3 separate regions of the Mus musculus genome follow, and regions 1 and 2 are each linked to region 3. A link is a contact called in public HiChIP or PLAC-seq and promoter capture Hi-C data. All regions are on one chromosome and are shown on one strand. The core of a region is the stretch at or near the end of the contact, and the rest is flanking DNA. Distances in the headings are between cores, read along the strand shown.

Evidence for each region. HiChIP or PLAC-seq counts read pairs in DNA pulled down with a chosen protein or histone mark. Capture Hi-C pulls out chosen DNA fragments and counts their contacts.
Region 1: a contact with region 3 is called in a promoter capture Hi-C map of adipose tissue. The contact joins the promoter of Desi1 here to the promoter of Ep300 in region 3. A contact is called at or near these places in 1 of 39 promoter capture datasets (erythroid cells), 3 of 115 datasets of contacts at active chromatin or transcription factors (the SCID.adh cell line, embryonic stem cells and memory CD8 T cells) and 1 of 9 other capture datasets (adipose tissue).
Region 2: a FOXA1 HiChIP or PLAC-seq map of pancreatic cancer cells shows a contact between it and region 3. The contact joins the promoter of Mrtfa here to the promoter of Ep300 in region 3. A contact is called at or near these places in 4 of 484 Hi-C or Micro-C datasets (CD4 T cells and embryonic stem cells) and 1 of 115 datasets of contacts at active chromatin or transcription factors (pancreatic cancer cells).

What each region holds. Positions count from the first base shown.
Region 1 is chr15:82,014,789-82,018,552 of GRCm38.p6, reverse strand. Desi1 (desumoylating isopeptidase 1) reads left to right here and starts at 2,333. Exons shown (of 6, transcript NM_134095.3): 1 at 2,333-2,675. The coding sequence starts at 2,588. It overlaps Xrcc6 (X-ray repair complementing defective repair in Chinese hamster cells 6), which reads right to left and starts at 2,184. Exons shown (of 13, transcript NM_010247.2): 1 at 2,078-2,184; 2 at 1,355-1,443. The coding sequence starts at 1,430.
Region 2 is chr15:81,188,614-81,191,985 of GRCm38.p6, reverse strand. It overlaps Mrtfa (myocardin related transcription factor A), which reads left to right and starts at 1,250. Exons shown (of 14, transcript NM_001082536.2): 1 at 1,250-1,479. It overlaps 4930483J18Rik (RIKEN cDNA 4930483J18 gene), which reads right to left and starts at 1,133. Exons shown (of 2, transcript NR_015603.1): 1 at 981-1,133; 2 at 1-169.
Region 3 is chr15:81,584,366-81,588,170 of GRCm38.p6, reverse strand. Ep300 (E1A binding protein p300) reads right to left here and starts at 1,957. Exons shown (of 31, transcript NM_177821.6): 1 at 1,449-1,957. The coding sequence starts at 1,542.

The DNA.
Region 1 (3,764 bases), core at 1,084-3,583, 430 kb before region 3:
ATCTCTTTACTTCGAGGCCAGGCTAGTCTACAGAGTGAGTTCTAGGACAGCTAGGGCTACAAAGAGAAACCCTGTCTGGAAAAAAAATTATTAATGTATTCATTTTATTTTGTGTGTGAAAGTTTTGCTTGCATATATATGAATGTAAAACCATGTGTGTGCTTGTTACTCTCAGAGATCAGAAAAGTGCATTAGGTCCCCTGGAAATAGAGCTATAGATGGTTGTGAACCACCATGGGGATGCTAGAATTAGAACCCAGGTCCTCTAGAAGAACTTACTTCGAGGCCAGGCTAGTCTACAGAGTGAGTTCTAGGACAGCTAGGGCTACAAAGAGAAACCCTGTCTGGAAAAAAAATTATTAATGTATTCATTTTATTTTGTGTGTGAAAGTTTTGCTTGCATATATATGAATGTAAAACCATGTGTGTGCTTGTTACTCTCAGAGATCAGAAAAGTGCATTAGGTCCCCTGGAAATAGAGCTATAGATGGTTGTGAACCACCATGGGGATGCTAGAATTAGAACCCAGGTCCTCTAGAAGAACAGCCAGTGCTCTCAACCACTGAGCCATCTCTCCAGCCCCTGGGAGTCTCTTACACCATGAGGGAGGTTTCCTAGTGCAAGCCTGGAGCTGGGCTGATTCCAGGCAAGAGGCAGGAGGCAAGTTAGAGACCAGGATGTATAGCCACCAATGCACCCACTTTTATGTTAACTCGATTCCCAGGAGTCATTAGAAGCTCAAAGTCAAAAAAAAAAAAAAAAAAAAAAGAAGCTCAAAGTCTACATCAGTTACAGAGTGAGTTTGAAGTCAGCCTGGTCTACATAAGACCTTGCCTCAGAAACAAACAGGAGCTGGGGAGGCTGCTCAGTGGTTAAAGCAATGGTTAAGAATACTTGACGCTCTCTCACACACGATCCAGCTTCACTTCACAGAATGCACATGGAGGCTCACAACCACCTATAACTTTAGTAGCAGGAGATCCGACTCCCTCTTCTGGCTCCCTTTTGCACCAGACATGTACAGAGGTGTACACACATACATAAAATAAAAATAAGTAGATTTTTTTAAACAATCAAAAATATGTAAAAAATAAAGTGACAAATATTACCATGGACAGAGTCATTTATTGAAGATTAATAAATTCTCTATCGTGGTTAGTAAAAAAAAAAAAAGGAAAATAGGGTTAGGAATGTTCATAGAGTGAAATAGGATCTAAATAATAACTGTAAAACTCAAAGGGAGAAAAAATATTTTAGATTATCTGAGGAGAAAAGGGAGGGATATCAGACAACATAAAGTGCTCCCAGCAAAAAAAAAAGTACACAGCGAAAATCTTCCACACAGGCCACTTACCACCTGTGTCGGGGCTCTCCTCCTCCTCTTCCTCTTCCTCGCCCTCAGTTTTGTAGTAGGACTCCCACTCTGACATGTTGGTTTGCTCACTAGGTGAGAGAAGTTATGAATTTAAATGAAAAAAAAAAAAAAAAAAAAAACCAAGGCAGGTAGCTCTGTGGTAATGCGCTTTCCTACAGTGTACCCGGACCTATGCCACACACACCAGAAAAAAAAAGAGAGACAGACAGACAGACTTCTGGGTTCTCTTTAGATCTGTTCTAAATGCTCGGGTCACTAATAAAGAATGTGAATGATGGCTCCTGCTTCCTCCAAAGCTCTCCATATCATTGGAGAGGCAAGAGAAATGTGCATGGGGTCATTGCTGCAACAACCTCCCCTTGGCTATCCCTTAAGGATGCTGCAGGACCAAAATGGCTAGGGGTGAGGGCGAGGTATAACATAGCGGCTCAGCACTGAAGGTCCTATCTCGAGCTCCAACTGGACTGGGACGGTACTTGGTGCTCTGGCTGAAACATTCGTCTTCATTTCTCCCCCAACCTTCAGCTAGAGATTGGCTCAACCACCAGTCCTGTTCCGCCTTCTGGGGAGAAAGGAGCATGACCCAGGTCCTGCAGGTCGACAGCGCTGCTCCGTGGTGAGGCCAGGGGTCGCGCGACACTAAGCGTGCAAGCAAGCCACCAAGGCAGGCCTCATCCAACACATGTGGTGCGGCGAACCTACCTTAACCGCAGGCGGGCAAGCCACTGGGACAGCAGAAGGTGGGCACCACGTCCACGCGGGCTCCTTGTCTCTCGCCCAATCAGCGACGTTGCGTCATCACGCACAACACGCCCTTCGACCCTTCAAGCGGGCACGCCCACTCGCATTTCCCGCTTCCACCCCCTGTTCCCTAAACTGGAACGCTTGCGGCCAGAGAAAGCCCCGCCCCTCGCTTGAAGCTCCGCCCCCGAAACCCGTCAGCACCGAACGCACATGCGTGAAAGTGCGTCCCCGCCCCTGCCCCCTGTTCCGTGCGGAGTCTCTGGGATCTCTCTCTCTGTCACCTCACAGTAGTCGTTGCCGGTCGCGGGTGTCCGGGCGCGAGCAGCGCAGGGCCGCCTCTCCCCCGCCCTCAGGCCGGGCCCCGGCTCGGTCCCCCGCTCCCTCTTCTCCCCACCCCGGTCGGGTACCGGAAGGTCCAAGCCGCTGCCGGGTGCCCGAGGGCCATCGTGGCCGCCGCCACGGGTCCTGATGGAGCCGCCAAATCTCTATCCGGTGAAGCTCTACGTGTACGACCTGTCCAAGGGCCTGGCCCGCCGGCTCAGCCCCATCATGCTGGGTGAGGGGACCGGGGTCAGTGGGAAGAAGGCAGGTGGCCGCTGGAAGCGATCCACCGAGGGGGGTGGGGGAAGACGGGCCCATGGGTGGTAGGAAAGATCCACTAGGGCAAGGACAGTGAGGTGGGATTCCCTGAACCCCTGTCCAGCTTCATGATCTAAGCCAAGGAGACACACGCTCCGGCTGAGAGCAAGCTCCTCTTCAGCTAGAGACTGGGGCTAGCCGACTGATCTTGGTGGATTCCCCAAGAAGCCAGGGAACCCTGCTTCTTTAGCTCAAAGTAGAGAAAGTGAGGATACCTCCAGCTCGTGTCCCTGGTGGTGGAAGCAACACTGCAGACGAGATCCTCTGGTGTCCCTCGGAGCGACTGCCCTCCGCGCCAAAAGGAAATTCCCTCTGCAGTCCTTGGAGTGGATGGGAAGAGAGCGCTAGAGCGGTGGAAGGCTTGAGCCCTTGCCGGCTCCAGGTTAGGTCAAGTCAGGTCACCCTGAGCCAGATCTTGGAACTAATTACGTTCTGTCCGACGATGCAATTTTCGCTCAACAGTTAATTGCTTTTGACCAGATGGTAAGAAAGCAGTTCTGGGGGAGGACCGGATGCTGTATCGGTGAGGATATCGGTTGTGCTCAGTTCAAATGGTTTCATGCTGAGAGAGAAAAAGAGCCCTTCAGTGTAGGTCCAACTTCACTTCAAGTCAAATACCAAAATGTCTGTCATATAGGATTTGTCAGGCTTGTCATTTCAGGTAATGGTGGACAGGAATGGATTTCAGGGATTGAAACTGACATAGTTTTGCATCATTCAATAAATAGCTATAGTGTTTCCTGGAGACATTGGAGGAAGGCCTATTTCTTAAGGAACACAAGGGGCAGGGATCAAGGAAGCAAGGCAAGTTTTGAGGACATCCATTTGTGATGTGTCACTGAGTTGAACTTACTAATCCTTTAACCCTGGGGCAGCGAGTGGTTTCTAAATGTGGTTTCCCATCAGAATCATCTAGGATGTTCGTTAAAAACACAAATACCTGACTGAGGCTGTTGCTCACTCACTGGTAGAGTTCCTGCTTGGCATGCTCCAAGCCCTGGGGTTT
Region 2 (3,372 bases), core at 1-2,500, 400 kb after region 3:
TCATCTACGCAGCTATGGGGACATCATCATCCATGCTGGGGTGCAACTTTTTGGTGGTCTCGCTGCTTTGGGGGCCAGCCATGATTTCTTAGCAAGCCCAATAAACTCACTGGTTTTCCACGTTGGACTCTGGGGCAATCATACTTCAGTTTATCCAGTGGATGGTGGCCTAAAAGGAGGAGATAGACGGTTGTTTATATCTCCCAAGGGAAAGTGTTTCGGAAACACTAAGGCACCAAGTCCGAATTATTTCTCCTTTTCAGCGCTCTCCCCCTTTGTTGGGGGGAAGGGGTGGTGTTCCAGAAAAGGGGCCTCCATAGTGGCTCTTAGCAACTTGACCGGGTGGGCTTTAACTAGTCTCACCGCTTTAGTAGATAAGTCTCTTTAAATGTTGGATTTATGCAGTTATGCTCTCTCTCTCTCTCCCACACATACACCCACACACCCACACACACACAGACATACACACACTTTTAGGCTACACACCAGCAGTTTAGAATTTTAAAGTTGGAAGAGCCGCCCAGATTCATTTAGTGCAGTGAGGCCCCGGATAAAATCTGGGTTCATTCAACTCTTTCCCTCCAGCTGCAAGCGCTTCCGCTGTTGATAAATAATCTCAACAGTCTAGGCAGGTAGGTGTCAGTCCTTTTACCGGAGGAGAACCGACTCAGAGAAAAAAAGCGCTTGGCCACGGAAGGGCAGGGACATGACAGAGTTCAGGGCTCCAGGCCAGAGCGGCATTTATTGTGTCCTTTCGGGAAATGCGAATGTGAAATAATCGACTTGGGAGTCCCGGCGGAGCAAAGACAGGAGGAAGGACCAAGATGAAGACTGCAGGATTTTTGCATTAAACCTCCAGGCTGGGCACCGAACCCTAGGTAGCTAGCTCCGCGGTCACCCTTTGACAGGGTGATCAGATGTGTTACGGTTTCTTTAAGACCCAGACTCCGCCCCCCGGCTCATCGCCGACCTCCTCCCACCTCTTGGCGGCCGCTCCGCCAGTTCCAGACTTCCTTCAGCGATGAAGTCATCTCTCAGTTACCGATTGGCTGCGCTATGATGTCAGTCACAGAAGTCGCGCCGCCGTACTAGCCTCCCTCGTTCCTCTTCCTTCGGCGAACGCCCCCTAAATCGGGCTAGCCCTAACGGCGCTAGGTTTCTGATTGGTCGATACGGCTGTCGCTCCCAGGCGGGTAGGGGGGAGGGTGCGGAGGCGGGACCCGGAGTGGTGGGAGGGCCCGCAGCTTCCGTGGCTGAGTGGAGCCGGCGGCGGTCGTGTCTGCGGTGTCCCCGGCGGCAAGAACGACCGTCCCACCCTCCCCACCCCCTCGTTCCCGCTCGCCACGCTCCCTCGGCTTGCGCGGACCTCTCCCTAACTTGGTGCAGTCTGACTGGTACTAGAGGCTCGGGAGGATACGTGAGCGGCTGGCACCGGAGTGGGGCGAGCCGCGGAGCCCGGGCCAGGAGGCGAACGAGGCGGTGAGTGAGAGTTCGGGCAGGGTCCCCCTCCCCCACCGGCCCCGCCCCGCTCGAGCATCCTTTCTCCCCTCGACCCTTCCGCGTGTGCCCTGGACCGGCCGGCCGCTGTAGGCTCCGAGCCCGGGATTGCCTCCCGCAGTCCTCCACTCCAGTCCCGCCCTTTCCCAAGGGGCTGGGGTCTCAAAGCCCTGGTCACTCGACAGGACAGTCGAGTGCGACCGTGCACCTGTGCACCGCCTTGCAGGGCTGTGCTGGCTAGGGAGCAGCTAGGTTCCCGCCCTGGCTGCTCCCCGAGTGTGTGTAATCTGCTTGGGACCGACCGGTCGAGCGCTTTCTCCCGGCCCTTGTGCAAACCTGGAGGATCCAGGTGCAATCCGCAGGCTTCTCGTGGCAAGGAGGTTCACCTGGACCTGACGACCATATAGCAGCATGGGTGCCTCCAGGTCTGCAGGGCTCCGCAGATTTGAAACTTGACCGCCAAAGAAGTGTCCGTCTCGCGTGTGTGTGTGTGTGTGTGTGTGTGTGTGTGTGTGTGTGTGTGTATGTGTGTGTGACTGTTTGTCTATGTACCTTTGATGACTTCCGCCCTCCTCGCTCCATAAGAAAACACTAATACTATAGAGTGGTTAGTGCTGGAGCTTTCCCTGTTAGATTATCAAACCTACGTTTAGATTGCTTATCTGGAAAATGGAACTAACAATACCTATTACATTGGAATGCAGACAGTAAATGAAAGAATTCGTAATAAAACGCTTGGAATGGTGTTCAACACATACAAGGAAGGGATCCAAGAAAAGACGAGTATCCTGATGTTGAGAACTGCTGGATAGGTGTGTGAGTACAGTATAGCTTGTCTTTGTCAGGATTTCTCTTTGTTAGATGACAGAACCAAAGGACAGACTGGTGGTCAGTTTACTGCTTGCCCGAATACTTTGGCATAAAGTGTGTGAAGACTAAGAATGTGAACTTCATTACTTAAATATGATGAAATTACACCTATGCTTCATGGGTTCACATAGTTTTAAAATCCATAAAGTGTCCGGAATGTCCCCAAATTGTAAGTTTTCGAGATCTGAAGCCAAAGCCTGTAGCCTGATCTTTATGTTCAAGAAGTCAAACTTAAGGGCTTTACTGTAGAAGCCCCTTCCACCAAAAAAAGTCCACTTATGAAGTTTTATTGTTGAAAATGAACTGCCTTCCAGGGGTAAAATGGTACAGCCAACTGGCCCACAGCCCCATCCCTGTAGGGAGGGGAACCCTTGGCTGAAAGTTAAACTGAGTTTCATCTACTGGTGTTTGTTTCTTTCATAGCAAATCAGAGGGCTTCCTGATAGCTGGCTGTTTTTTGTTTTGTTTTGTTTTTAAAGTCTCACTGTGTAGCTGTGGCTGGCCTGGAACTTACTAAGTAGATCAGGCTGGCCTTGAATCCAGAGTTCTGCGTGCCTCTGGTTTCTGAGTGCTGGGATTAAAGGCCTGAGCCTTGGAAAGACACAGACTGCTACTGCTTTCTTCAGAGAGAGATCCAAAGAAAAATGTCTGTAGTCCAGGGCTTGAATTTCGTTCAGTTCTTTGCCCGAATTTTTGAGAAGTGTCCTTTTTAACAAGGCCTTCCAGAGTCACGTTCACTAGGGGAAGTTTTTAAATCATGAGAGAGAGAGGTGTCTCCTATCATCCAAAAGTATTTACTGCAGACTTTCCATGTCCTTAATACTCTGCCAAATGCTGCGAGGGCGGGATTCAGAAAAGTATAAAACAGGATCTTAGCCCATAAAGGGCAAAACCATAAAGTTTGGGTCACCCAGTAGTAATTATGGACACTTCTAAAGTAATGACTTCATTTATTCATTCAGCAGACCTTTTGTTCCAGGCATGTAATGTGCCAGGTGTTTTTCT
Region 3 (3,805 bases), core at 708-3,207:
AGACATAATTTAAAAAAAATTCTCTAAGACTACGGAAACTTTACAGCTGAATGCTCACATATAACTAAAGTTAGAGCCTTAGAACACTGCAAGACTTATCCTTCCCAACTGTTGCAGGTGAGCAAAACTCATGGTTCGAAATACAGCTGCTAAAAAAGCAGAGTAATGCACTAGTTCTATCTTATTTCCAGGCCTTAATAGAAATCCTACTCAGAAACATGGCCCACACATTCTCTACAACTTGCAGGGTACGTTTAACTCCACTATACACTCTCATTGGCAGAAGGAGAGATCTGGAGCCTCTTCTCTGAGTTAAAGGGATGCTTGCAGTAAGGAGGAACATCTAGTGGACTGTCAGATGACTAGCCATTCTTCTTCTTCTTCTTCTTTTTCTTCTTCTTCTTCTTCATTATCCTGGCCTCTCAAACAAGTCAGACAGCAAGAGAGGACCAGGTCAGTGATCATCAGAATAACACTAAACTAACAGTAAGCAGGAAAAAGAACAGACAAGGGAGAGTCTCCCTTCAGGTCTCCTAACAAAGGGGCTGACTGGAGAAAAGAATTCCTTCATCTTGTAAACTGGAATTGCAAAGGTCCAAAAAGCAAAACAAAACAAACATGCAAGCACAAAACCTCCTGTTCATTTTTAAACTTGTACAATCACTTTAGTTGGAAGTTCATGACTGGGAGTCTTTCAACTTATTATCTCCCATTTCTAAGTACCTAATTCCAGAAAGGCTTCATCTTTTTTCTTTCCCTTCTAAGTAAGAGTGTGACAAACTGCAAAGGAAACGCCTCAGGTCTACACCTCAACACGCAGTTTGAGACATTTTGGTTTCATGGCAAATGGATATAAAATAAACTGCGGTCCATACTGACTCTTGAGGCAAGGATGGGGAGAGGGGACCTAAGAATGAAATTTTGTTGAACTTTAGTTACACTTAAAACCTTGGATCGCAGACACCAAGATTTGTCTTCCGCCCCCATTCCTCAACAGAAAATCTGCCTCACAGGAGCAAAAATCATTAAAGGTGGGAAAGCAGAGAAAAAAAGAATTCATTGCAACAGGGGAGAAAGAGCTGAAATCCCTCATTCACCAGTAACAAAAATAGTAAAAGTGCATAAAAGCCCTCACACACGATTGTACCGGCATTTCCCAAATTAAATTGCATGGAGCCAACAATAAAGGTCCCCGCAGCTCCCACTTCCAACCTCTTAATTCCAGAACACACAACGATCTGACATGACATAGTGTTGCAATGAATGTATCAGAAGGCAAAGAAAATGGTTGGGCTACTGGACGTCTTCGACCAGTCCATTCAAAAACCTTTAAAATTAAACACCGGCCGGGGAAATGGGAAGAGATACACAGAAGCACCCTGGAATGAAGGTGCAACGAGCAGAAAAGACGAAGGGAACTATGGAAGGCCGGGAGTCCCGAGACTAACCTGTGCCATCGCTGGCGGACGCCGAGAGGGCCGGAGATGAGAGTTTAGGCCGCTTGGCTGAAGGCGGCCCGGGTTCCACCACATTCTCGGCCATTTTTAATTCTTTCGGAGATACAACCGAGGAAAAAAACGAGAATCCTGAGGAAATCTCTTCTCCGAAACGGGGTCCCCGCCCCGCTCCTAAGGGTGGGCTCCGGAGCTCCGCCGCCACCCAACAGGGGTGGGGGGAAGTTCCTTTTTCTCTTCGCCTGGTTGCGGTGGCCGGAGAGGGATGCGGACTCAACAGAAATGGTAGGGGCAAGTGCGAGGGGCCGGGCCTAAACCAGGCCGGGAGGAGGGTACAGCAACACTGATCCCACGAGCACGTCCGCTGCAGCGAATTCTCGGGAACTCACAGCTCTACAGACGCAGTCCCCAGCCCGCCACGGCGAGCCCCTGCCCAGCCGAGGTCTCTCGGAGCTCCGCCGCCGCCATCAGCTTCTTCCTCCTCGGCGCTGTCCTCCTCCTTCTCATCGCCACAAGGAGGCGGGGGCGAAAAAGGGGGAGAGGAGGAGGCGACCAGAGACACTCACCTCCTCCCGGTGCCCCCTCCCGGGCCTGCGCCCCCACCCTGAGAGCCGCCCTCCTCCTCCTCCTGCCGCTGCGCTCCGCGCCGCCGCTGCCGCACCGGCCCCTAATGGCCACACTGAGCTCAGCCGAGCCGAGAGCCAGACTGGCGCCGGGGCCGCCTCACATCGCGCAGCGGACAAGCAGAGGCGCAGCAGCGACGACGCCGAGCGTGGAGCTCGCCGGCCCGAAGGGCCAGGGGGGCCGGGCCGGGCCAAGCAGGGCCGTCCGCCCGCAAGCCCGCGCTGACGCCGAGCCCACCGACGCGGCCTCTCCGCGCGCCGCGCTTCTCCGCCTCCACTCGCAAGCCCGGGGAGGAGAAATCAGTCCGGCCGCCTCCCTGGCCCTCACCCCCCCGGCAGCCAGGTGCCTGCCGGGGGCTCGGCTCGGGGGCCGCCTCGGACGGCGGGCAGAGGCGCCGCGGGGCGCGGGCTTATGTAATGGTTTCCCCCCCTTAGGCGTCGACGCCGGCCCGGGCTGCGGTGGGGGTGTGTGCGGGCAAGGAGGGGACTGAGGGTCGCCTCAGCCTTTGCGCCCCGGGGCCCCCAACCACTGTCTCGGTCCCGGCCGCTGCTCTCCAGCCAGGTACCCTCCTCACTCCCTGCTCGCGCAGTTCGCACTCAGCCGGGCGTCCCGCTTGCCCCACTCTCTCTCTCCCGGTCCCTCTCCGCTCTCTCTCCTCCTCCCCCCACCCCCCCCACAGGCTAGCACACAAACAAGATGGCGGCTGTTGTTTCTTGCCTCTGCCGAATCCTCCTTACAGGATAGCGGTAGCGGCGGCGGCGGCCGGAAATGAGCCAAGATTGGGGGGGGGGGGAGGTGAGAGGGGGAGGGGCCGAGAAACAGGGAGGCGGGGCGAGGGCGGGGCCTCTGCCTTGCAGCTCACACAATGGGGGAAGCGGCGCCGGGGGCGGTGCCGGCTCCAATCACGGGATCCGCCCAAGGGCCCCAACGCGGTAGGCGCTTCCGCAAACTCCCCCGGCGTCACTCGGTGGCTCCCTTTAAAGGGGAGGTTTTGAAAGAAGTTGTGGGGGGGGGGGGGGTCCGGGGTGAACTTAGAACGTATTTTCGGTCGGTGGACAGTTAGGTGCCTGGGCTGGGTCTCTGAGCAGAACCGAGTCAAAGCTCAGGCGCTCCTCTGCGAAAACAAGGAAAACCACGGTCAGAGCTCCCGGGGTTTGCCCTCTCAGGTTGATCTTTGGAACCCCATTAAATCCGCCAAACACCTGTGTTTCATCGTAGACACACATTCCATCCTCTTCATAGCCTTCTCGAAAGCAGCAGTTCATATCTCAAAGTCACATTGCTAGTCCTTTAAGTTTTCTCTGAAATGTCTAATTCAAGAATGAAAAATTTGGATTACGATATTGTTAGTTAAAAAACTAGGAGGGGGAGGACCACAGCAGTGGGAGGCTGTTTAGGGCTAGACCCTACCTACATTTTTGCCCATCACGTGTCCACACATCCTTACCAGCTACCACTCTTAAAAAAGAATCCTTGAGAACTACTTTTCTGAACCTGCCTGAAACTTCCAAGGTCTTTTGAAGGTATTTTCCACCCATCTCTAGCAGATGAGCTTAATAAAAGGCCACTTTCTGCAGTGCCTTCAATGTAAATATGGGAGAGGACAAAAAAATGTTATGTGCTAAAAAAAATTATAACACTAGAAAAATGTGAGGAAATGCTCCTAAGTCTAGTGTGTAGGGCAGCCCAATTCGAAGCAGAAAGCAGGGGGTATGCTTTTAGGGTTC